2 separate regions of the Sus scrofa genome follow, and region 1 is linked to region 2. A link is a contact called in public Hi-C data. All regions are on one chromosome and are shown on one strand. Each heading gives the region's core, a stretch centred on a gene start, on an enhancer-like site or on the middle of the called end of the contact. The rest is flanking DNA. Distances are from core to core; before and after follow the strand shown.

Region 1 (4,510 bases), core at 1,989-4,488, 130 kb after region 2:
CAGCTTCCTTGAAGGGAAATACCTCTTTTAAGCTAAATTATCATAGCCAGTGAATGAATCCTAATGAAAGAGATGACTGCAGGGTAAGTGCAAAGTAAAACCTCCTTGCTCTAGTGTCTTAGAAGAATACTGTAATGCAAGCAGCTTTTACTTTTTTGTTATTGAATTGGGGCAAAAAAAAATCTGGGGTGCTGGAATTACTGCAACATTTGCACTTTTTCTGTTCCTACCCTGACAGCCAGCATGGCCCATGCTCCATTCTCCATCACATCCCTGCCCTTGTTCAAACATTTCCATCCCATAGTTTTCTCCTTTGTCTAGCTACTTTTCTCAAACTCCTCCCTACTCCTGCCCTCCCATTTTTTCTTTCCTGCAAGTAGTTAAAAAAGTTGATTGTTCTCCATTAGTTTCCCTTATGTTGTGTCTTTTTTTTCTTCCTCCAGTTTCCTCTCAACTCCTACTAATTTCATGTAGGAGCAGACTCACCTCATATGCTTTCCTCCCACATGCCTCTGTTCAGATATACATGTAGCTATATGCATACAGTCCTTTTGGGGACGAATGAAGAGGTCTGTTATATCTGATACTATCTTGAGCTACTAAGGGAGCAATACAAAAGTATAAAAACATAAATTTAAACTTACATAGTTTTAGCCTGAGTATGTTTCACTAGAAAAGCAAATGGTGCTTTAGCTTTCTCATGTACAAAATCCTTCGGGTTAAGGTTTAGCTGCTTCCTGGGAAAAAAAAAAGGCCCATGATTTTTTTGTCTGTTGGAGTATATACTCACATCTAATTCCCTTTAGGCTCCTGTTAGGGTATCTTTGAGGATCCGTCCCCAATATGTTGTCCTGTAGAGGATCTGCACATCAATCACCTTTTTACTTCAGTGTTTTTAGTAACCGGTGAATCATGGAGCCAAGTAAATAAGGGCTATGTTTTTTTAGTTTACTACCTTCTGACTGCATTCTCTGAAAATGTTAAATGATAATTCTGTAAAGAGACTAGATACAAGTAACATCCCTCTAGCCTTCCATCCACCTTACACATACTTGGAGCACACCTTTTGTGTTGATTCCCTGCTGACTGAACCCAGAACGTGACTTAGTGTGTGCTTTTCACATCTCTCTCCCCAGTGCCCTGGGGAGATGGGGAGTGAATGTGCTGAGTTGCTGGGGTCTTCAGTTCTGCTGCACATTTTAGTGACCTTGAATAAAAACAGGAGGAGTTGATTTTAGAAAAGAAGTGCTGGCATCTATAAGTTTTCTATTTTCACTCTAGAGATACAGTTTTCATAAGCAAGTGAAGGGACTCTTGAGTTACTGGTAGAGAAGCTATTTGAGGTTTTGTGGGAACTTTTTTTGTGGATTGATGTATCCTAACTCTTTAGACATTTTAGAGTTAAGAGCTATTCTAATGTTCCAAAGTCAATTTAGGTGGTTAAGACATTGAAGCATATGAAACTTTACAAGAGGCCAAGAATGTTGGAAAAGAAATGTGACTTTTAAAAATGACATACAAAGCACACATTTGTTGTCTCTTAACCAAGGGTCGTCTGAGTTGTTAACAGATTACCTTATGAAGAAAATTCAATAGAACTGAACAGACAAGGAAATTAGAAGTAACTGTTAATCTCTCTTGGGTTTAATGCTACTCTTCTGAGATCAGGCAAAATTGAAGTGAGTTTAGAAACCCTAAAACCCATCCTCAGTGAGATGAGGGCAGTGATGGAGGATCTTGGACCAGTCAACTCATTTTGACTTTAAAGCCCTTTTTTTTTTTTTTTTTTTTTTTTTTTTTTTTTGGAGGTGGTATTGTATCAGGTAATCTGTTATTTATTAGGCATCACAGAGCACCCTTCCAGATTCTGAGGTTGCATAGGGGTGTGAGGGTTCCAGTGCAGTTGGTGGGAAAGACAACACTCAGCTGAATCGGTGTGAGCCACAGTTCCACCAGGAGCTTCACTAATAAGAAGGATTCCAGAAGCATCTTGTTTCCACTCTCCCCCAGCTCTCTTCCTCTCATCTAGTCAGTGGCTGTGAGTAATACGCAGCTGGAGAGAACAGTCATTGTTTAAGCGGCTGCCTTTTGGCCTGAGGGTTTGGGGCTATGTTGATATTTGTCGGTTACTATGACTTCTTTTTTTTCCCCCCTCAATTGCATCAAACCCTTAAAACATGGTGGTAAGTGAGCGATATGCATGCTTTTGGAGTTTGTTTAATCTCCGCTTCAGTCTATACGATGCACAGTTCATAATGTTAACACTTTTCTTCAAGTTTACTTCATTCACTTTCACAACTAATTTGGATTTCAGTTTGCTGTTTAATCCTCATTTACTTTGATTTTTGTACCTTTTTTCTGTAGTTCTGTTCTTTCCCTCTCTCCTGATTCCCCTGTTAGAGGTCAAGTTGTTATTTTGTTTGACCTGTCAAGAGAGAGTGGTGTTGCAGAAAGTGATTCAGTCCAGGGAAGTGGGAGACATGAGGCTCTTTTCTTTGTTCCTTATAAATGTGAAAGTGGATTTGGGGAAAGAGATGAAGGGGCTCGTGAGATGTTAGACACTAGTGTGAACAGCATCTGCTCCCACTTGCAGGCATGGCGGCGACATCAGGGCCACTGTTGCTGAAAACCCCTACATGCAGCCCTTTGCACGTTACTGGCTTGTTGGGCTGGAAACTGACATTCCTAGATGCCAGGGCATACGTAAACCCCCACTATTGAAGAAAGAAGCTTGTGGTGTGAAATGCTTGGGTTGGTGCTGACAGCGTCATGCTTGGAAAAGATTAGCTTGGCTATTGCGATCCCCTCTCCCTTGCTTTTTCTCTTAGAGTTGGGAGTAGATTGGTGGCATTCTTGAATCAGCTATCTTGCTTTAGAATTTGTATTTTCGGGTGCACAGCCAGAGCACTAAAAATATTCTAAGTCTGCTCCTGTGTCTTTCCTGTTAAGTCTCTGAAGTGCTTAGTTTCTAGCATGTAGCTGAGCTGGCTTGGCCGGCATGCTGAGAGCGTCAGGGTGCTGAGGTGAGGGAGGATTAGGCTGGGCTCCTGTGTCTCAGTACCTGATACGTCTTTATCTCCACTCTGTACACAGCACATAGATGTCTCGGGTGTCCTCAAGTCTTAGTTCTCTGTTCTGTTTGATAGTGTACTCTTGTCAGTAGTAGAATTCTGTGGACACTGGTGTGTTACTAGCCTGTTGTTTTGGCTGATAAGTCATTGGTTTGTGGTTAGTTTTGTTTCTGTTTCTGTTTTTTTGTTTTTTGTTTTTGTTTTTGAAATCTTTTTTTGCTCCAGTCACTGTGTGTGCTGGCGGTGGCTTTGCCTCTCCGTTGCCTCCAAGGACCAGGTGGAGCAATGTCTCCCTTTGACAGACATTACTCCTGACGTGTGCTCCTGCAGATGCCTCCACCGAGACTGTAACCTCCATAACTGCTTCATGTGCACCAAGTCCCCTTGTGGAATCCTGCTGAGCGTTTTTCTAGAAGCCGTCAGTTCTGAATCATTTAGCATACTTGACTTCTGTAAAATAAAAAGAAACTAAGAGCACTTACTTGTTCCCTCCCCTGAGGGCCTTATAAAAAGAAAAATGTGTGTGTGTGTGTGTGTGTGTGTGTGTGTGGTACACACACACATATACATGTATCTCCCGGATTAAAGGGGACCAAGTTGTTCTTAGTTGAAACAGGAAAGAAAAACTTATAAATCAGAATCATAAAGTACCAATTTAAGGAAGCACCTAAACTCAGATGTTAGCTTTTTGATTAAAAAACAAAACCAAACCAAAAAAGATAGTTCGTGGCTCATCTGGGCTCATGTTCTGGTTTTGAGCACAAGAGTGAGCGTGTCTTTCTATCTGAAGTCTTTGCTAGAGGGACTATTCAACTTTGCCTGGTCTGTCACAGAACATCCTCTGGTACGCATACACTTGTTGCTGGCATAACCCAGCCTGACTGAGCCAGTAGTAGGTTGAATTATTGTGGCTTCTTCTGTCTCATCCTCCAGAGTAAAGACTCTCCTAAAGATTACAAAACAGCAAGAACAGTGTCCTTTGGGGAAGTGAGGATGTGTGGCTAAATGTGTAGAACATACACATCCATCTACATTGCAGGACTGAGCCAAAACTATGCATGCATTCACCACAGAAAACAAACAGCAGGATTTTACAACTGAAATGTTGGTTTGTCTTCTCATCTATTTAAGAGTGAACCACTGGAACTTGGGGACAAGATGAGTATGATGATATTGCAGCCTATCTGTCCGCTACAGTTGCAGTTTTTCATGACAAGCATTCAAAGTGTTAACTAAAACCATTGAAACAGCATACCTGCCATTAAAAACTTGAATCTGGAAATAATAACTCCATGAGTGTTTTGCACCTCCAGACGGAATGGCCTTGAATAAACGCTATAAATAGCCATGTTTGCCACTTGCCGTTTGCTGTATTATTAATCCTTATGCAGAGTCTCATAATTTTTTCCTTTCTTCTTCTGTCTCTCCGTGGATTAAAA
Region 2 (4,442 bases), core at 1,864-4,363:
GCTGAGAGGTGATAACTGGTGGTTCTGGGCCATGGCAGAAACAAGGCAAAGGGTGACTGCGCATTACATCCTTGGAGAAAGAAAGCAGCCAGACGATCCGTATAGCACATCCATTGAAGAAATAAGGTGGTGGAGAGGTCTGTGTATCGTGTCCCTAAGAAATAAGGCAGCAGGATGATTTCTGTATCGTGTCACGGGAGAAATAAGGCAGCAGGATGACTTGAGAATCCCGTCCATCAGAGAGATAAGGCTGCGGGGTGGTCTGTGTATCGTGTCCTTTGCAGAATGAGTAGACCCACCAGAGGGGGAGCCTCTGGTGGGGGCAAGGAAGCCCCCAGCCCAGAGCTCACATGGAGGTTCCAGTGCAGCCAGGGGTGGGAGCCCCAGGGCAGGGGCAGCAGCAACCTGGTCCGCATGGTCAGGCTATTTCTGGTCCATCCTCTGCATTTCATGATGGGAAAGAGAAAAAGGAGGGGAAAGCATTAAATGCGGGAGTTCTGCCCTTGGGAGTGCGTCAGAAATCTGGGGATGGGCCACACGATCAAGGGGAGAGGACGTGTGAGAGGCCTCCAGTCTGACTAGCAGTGCCTCCCCACCAAGCACTGCCCTCGAGGCACCCCCCCCACACACACACACAGCAGCTGGGTATCAGACCAGGAAGGTGCCTGGGGGAGACTGCACAACCCTTGCCCACCTCTCTCTCAATTCCCATCAGTCCACCCCCCACACACGTCCCCCTCTGCCCAGCACACTTTTCCCTTCCCCACCCCCTAGCCCCTGCCTGTCCCTTGATCCATCTTGGATCCCCGTGGATTCACAACCTGGCTTCCCTTCACTCCCTGACCTGAAAGGAGAGTATGCATGATCCTGCCCCTCCCTCTCCCATCCTTGAGGCTCTGTCTGTCCCTGGGAAAGTAGCTCTCCCTTCCGGGGACTGCCTCTGGGCTTATGCAGCCTGGCCAGAGCCTGGGGGGCACGGGGCAGGCTGCCATGTGGAGGAGGTGGGGGAGCAGGATCAGGAAGCCCACTGCACCGCACCCTCAGGCCACACTCTCCAGCAAAACATCAGGAGCCAAGCTGACACTTTGACCTCCACCTGCTCGCTCTTCTCTGCCTCCTTCGGTTCAGAACAAAAGGGAGGCAGATCAATTCTCTCCATCCCTCCAGACCCCAACCTAGGCCTCCACGCCTTCCAGGGAACATTCTATAACATTCTGAAGGACTGGCTTTACACAGAACACGTCTGCATTTGACACCTTGGCATCTGGCAAGGGGCGTGTGACAGAGGAGGAAACTCCCACTGGAAGGTCATGGGCACAGACTGAAAGGAGGTGGCCCCTCCCAGCCTAGGGGGCTCTTTCTTCCATATGAGGCTGCCTTTCTGAAGGCCTCTTGCTGCCGTTCGTGAAAGTCTGAGTGTATACCCCGCTTTCATCATGAATGCTATGCAGGTTCCTGAGGGTCCCATTGCCTCTGGAAGTTTCCTGTGCCTCTGGAAGTTTCCTGTGCACAGGGCCTATGTCTGTCCATCCTTTCTCCCCAAAGAAAAGAAAAGCTACATGCAAGATAAGCCTCCAGAAATTCTGTCAAAGTTTATTTCCTAACAGGTTTCCAAGGCAACCTGAAAGAGATTTTTGGCTCCATAACCTCTGGCAAAAAATTAAGGTCGCCAAACCTTTGATTTTCTAGGTGGAAGCCACTCGTATTTGGTGACAAATCTGTCAAGGAATTATTTTGCTCAAAATACACACACAGGAGTTCCCATCACAGCGCAGCGGAAACGAATCTGACTAGGAACCATGAGGTCGTGGGTTCGATCCCTGGTCTCGCTCAGTGGGTTAAGGATTGGGCATTGCTGTGAGCTGTGGTGTAGGTCACAGGCGTGGCTCGGATCTGTTGTTGCTGTGGTGTAGGTGGGCGGCTACAGCTCTGATTAGACCCCTGGCCTGGGAACCTCCATATGCCATGGGTGCGGCCCTAAAAAGAAAACAAAACACACACATACATACATGTTTACACACACACATACATTAGGTGTGGCTCTTAGTTGCTTTTAATAAGATAGAACCTCCAACTAACCTACCCTCCAACCAACCACTTCCTAACGCATGTTATAATAATCTGAGTAATAATGATAGCTAACACTTACTGACCACTTACTGTGTAGGGGGGACATGGCTGCCCAGCTGAAGACCAGGTCCTAACCTCACTTGACTTAGGAGTCATATGACTAAGTTCCCACTAATAGATACAAACAGGACTGACAGGGGCTGTTTCTAATCAAGTCCTAGAAAAAAGTTCCCCTCCTTCTCCTTTCCTCCTTACTTCTGGAGGAGGGTGTGGGAGCTGGAACAGGCTCCCCTGGGCCCAGGGATGGAAGCTTCGAGTTGAAGGAAGCAGAACCCAAGGACATGGAAGCTGGTTCTAGGACACAGTAGCCTTAAGATCACAACTCCTGTCCTGGGGAAGCCTCTGTCATATTTGCATCCTCTTAGGGCAGCAGTTTCTCCACCCTCTGCTGCTTCATCAGGGGGAAGAGGGCACTGCTCTTCTGGTGAGGGAGCCTCAGGGCAGCAGTGAAGGGTGAGAAGGCCCCCGCCCCAAACCAGCGACCCTCCCCAGCCTCCTACACACGGGTGTGCAACCTCACCTGCCACATGTCCTTACCTTCTTTGCTTTCTGAGTGTTTCAGAGGCCGCAGGGCTGCAAGAAAGGAAGGAGCACACAGTGAAGGGGTGACAGGTAGGGGGGTGTGCAGAGGGACAGGAGCTGAGGAAGGAATAAAAGCTAGAAGGACTGGGAGGAAGAGGCAGGAAGCTGAGGCCAACATCACAGCACCAGCAAAGGCCCTTGGCTGCCATCCCAAGTCCCAGCTCCACTCTGTGGCTTGTCACTCCTTTGCCTGGGCCTCAGTTTTCTGCATCTCTACCATGGGAGCAAACCCCCTGCCCTCCTGTGAGCTAGAAATGTGAGTACACTGAGCCTGCTCTACAGACAGGGTGAAGGGGTCCCCTGGTGGGCCCGGGAGGCTGCAGCGCTGAGACTGAGCTCATCTCGAAGCCACCTTCTTCCTTCCCACTCCCTCCCTTCTGCCAACTACACTTGCCTCTTTCTCGGAGCATGAGAAACAAGGCCTGATCCCAGGGCTGAATCCACACCCGCCCCACCCAGACACCGAAGGCAGAGGATTCATTGGCATACTTTCCAGGGGTCCATCTCCTGTCCTTCCATCTGCAGGGGTGGGGAGGGAACCCATGTCAAAGACACTATCCCACGTGGCTCAGTGGGAACCTGCGTCCCCCAGCCCAGGAGCCCCGGGAAGGGAAGGCAGTGAGGCCTCCAGTGGCTGCAGGGCACAGATGCCGTGGCACCTACCCTCTGCTGGGCCCCAGGCTTATGTCCCCACAGTCCCATGCCCTTTGCAGAGTCACTCGAGAGAGCTTCAAACAGCCTCTGGTGCCACCAGGACAGGTCAGAATGACATTTTACAGATGAAAAGCTGAAGCGCAGAGGAACAGCACATTGGCCAAAGTTACGCAGCCTAACCAGAGTGGGACTGTGTCAGGCTGATTACACGGTCCTAATAACAGGACTGCAAGGGACCAAACCCTCGCACGCACCAGATACAACTCCAGGCCCTTAACATACATGACCTCATTTCATTTCACCCCTCAGAAAAACCTATGAAGGGAGACAGTTAGGAGGAAATGCGCCCAGAGAGGCAAAGTGACTTGCTCAAGACCACTCATCTCAGACGAGCTGGAGCTGGAACTAAAACCCAGGTGGCTTTGTCTCCTGAGCCCTCATTCTTCCCCCTAGGAAGCTGCCAGACCTGGCAGTGCTGGTTACTCCCAGTGAAGCTGCCTGGGAAGATGGGAAAAGGTAGGCAGGAGAAAGGAAGCACCCAGGAGAACAGTTTCCATCATGGCTCAGTGGTTAACGAATCTGACTAGTATCTATGAGGATGCAGGTTTGATCCCTGGCCTTACTCAGCAGGTTAAGGATCCGGCGTTATCATGAGCTGTGGTGTTGCTTGCAGACATGGCGTTGCTGTGGCTGTGGTGTAGGCTGGTGGCTACAGCTCCGATTCAACCCCTGGCCCGGGAACCTCCATGTGCTGCAAAAAAGAAAAAAAAAAAAAAAAAAAAAAAGGAAGTACGAACGAACAAACCCAGAAGAGAATGAGAATTGGGGGACCCGTCTCTGGGTCTTAATGCTGAGCAAGGACCAGACTCACCTAGGCTGGGGGGCCGCTGTCCACAGGGCACACTTCAGTCACACCTTCAAGCCCACATGGCTCCTCCAAACCCCGGGGTCCTCCCCTGTCCCTGGGTTCATCCCTCAGCCAATAGTGCCAGCTTTTAGCTCAGACTCACCAGTCTTGGATCCTTCTCCATCCCCGTCCTGGTCCTCAGCTCCTGGAAGAGTGAACACACACTTCC

The links. A called contact is a pair of places that touch in the nucleus more often than the background predicts.
Region 1: a Hi-C map of retroperitoneal adipose tissue shows a contact between it and region 2, with 2.8 times the contacts expected there. The contact joins two enhancer-like sites. A contact is called at or near these places in 2 of 5 promoter capture datasets (fetal liver and liver), 28 of 47 Hi-C or Micro-C datasets (adipose tissue, alveolar macrophages, blood and 16 more) and 2 of 2 datasets of contacts at active chromatin or transcription factors (alveolar macrophages and skeletal muscle).

What each region holds. Positions count from the first base shown.
Region 1 is chr7:59,831,458-59,835,967 of Sscrofa11.1, forward strand. The region is part of intron 6 of NPTN (neuroplastin); the gene reads left to right. It overlaps REC114 (meiotic recombination protein REC114), which reads right to left. Exons shown (of 7, transcript XM_005656287.3): 7 at 1,772-4,510. Among named protein-coding and RNA genes, the nearest start is that of NPTN, 65 kb to the left of the region's middle. Within about 2 kb of position 3,239, at least 5 of the 83 cell types and tissues checked have an H3K27ac peak or open chromatin away from gene starts, as enhancers often do. A contact at or near this core is called in retroperitoneal adipose tissue, where this site is marked.
Region 2 is chr7:59,704,293-59,708,734 of Sscrofa11.1, forward strand. It overlaps CD276 (CD276 antigen), which reads right to left. Exons shown (of 10, transcript XM_021099076.1): 8 at 4,377-4,418; 9 at 2,668-2,703; 10 at 1-441. The coding sequence ends at 419. Among named protein-coding and RNA genes, the nearest start is that of CD276, 27 kb to the right of the region's middle. Within about 2 kb of position 3,114, at least 1 of the 83 cell types and tissues checked has an H3K27ac peak or open chromatin away from gene starts, as enhancers often do. A contact at or near this core is called in retroperitoneal adipose tissue, where this site is marked.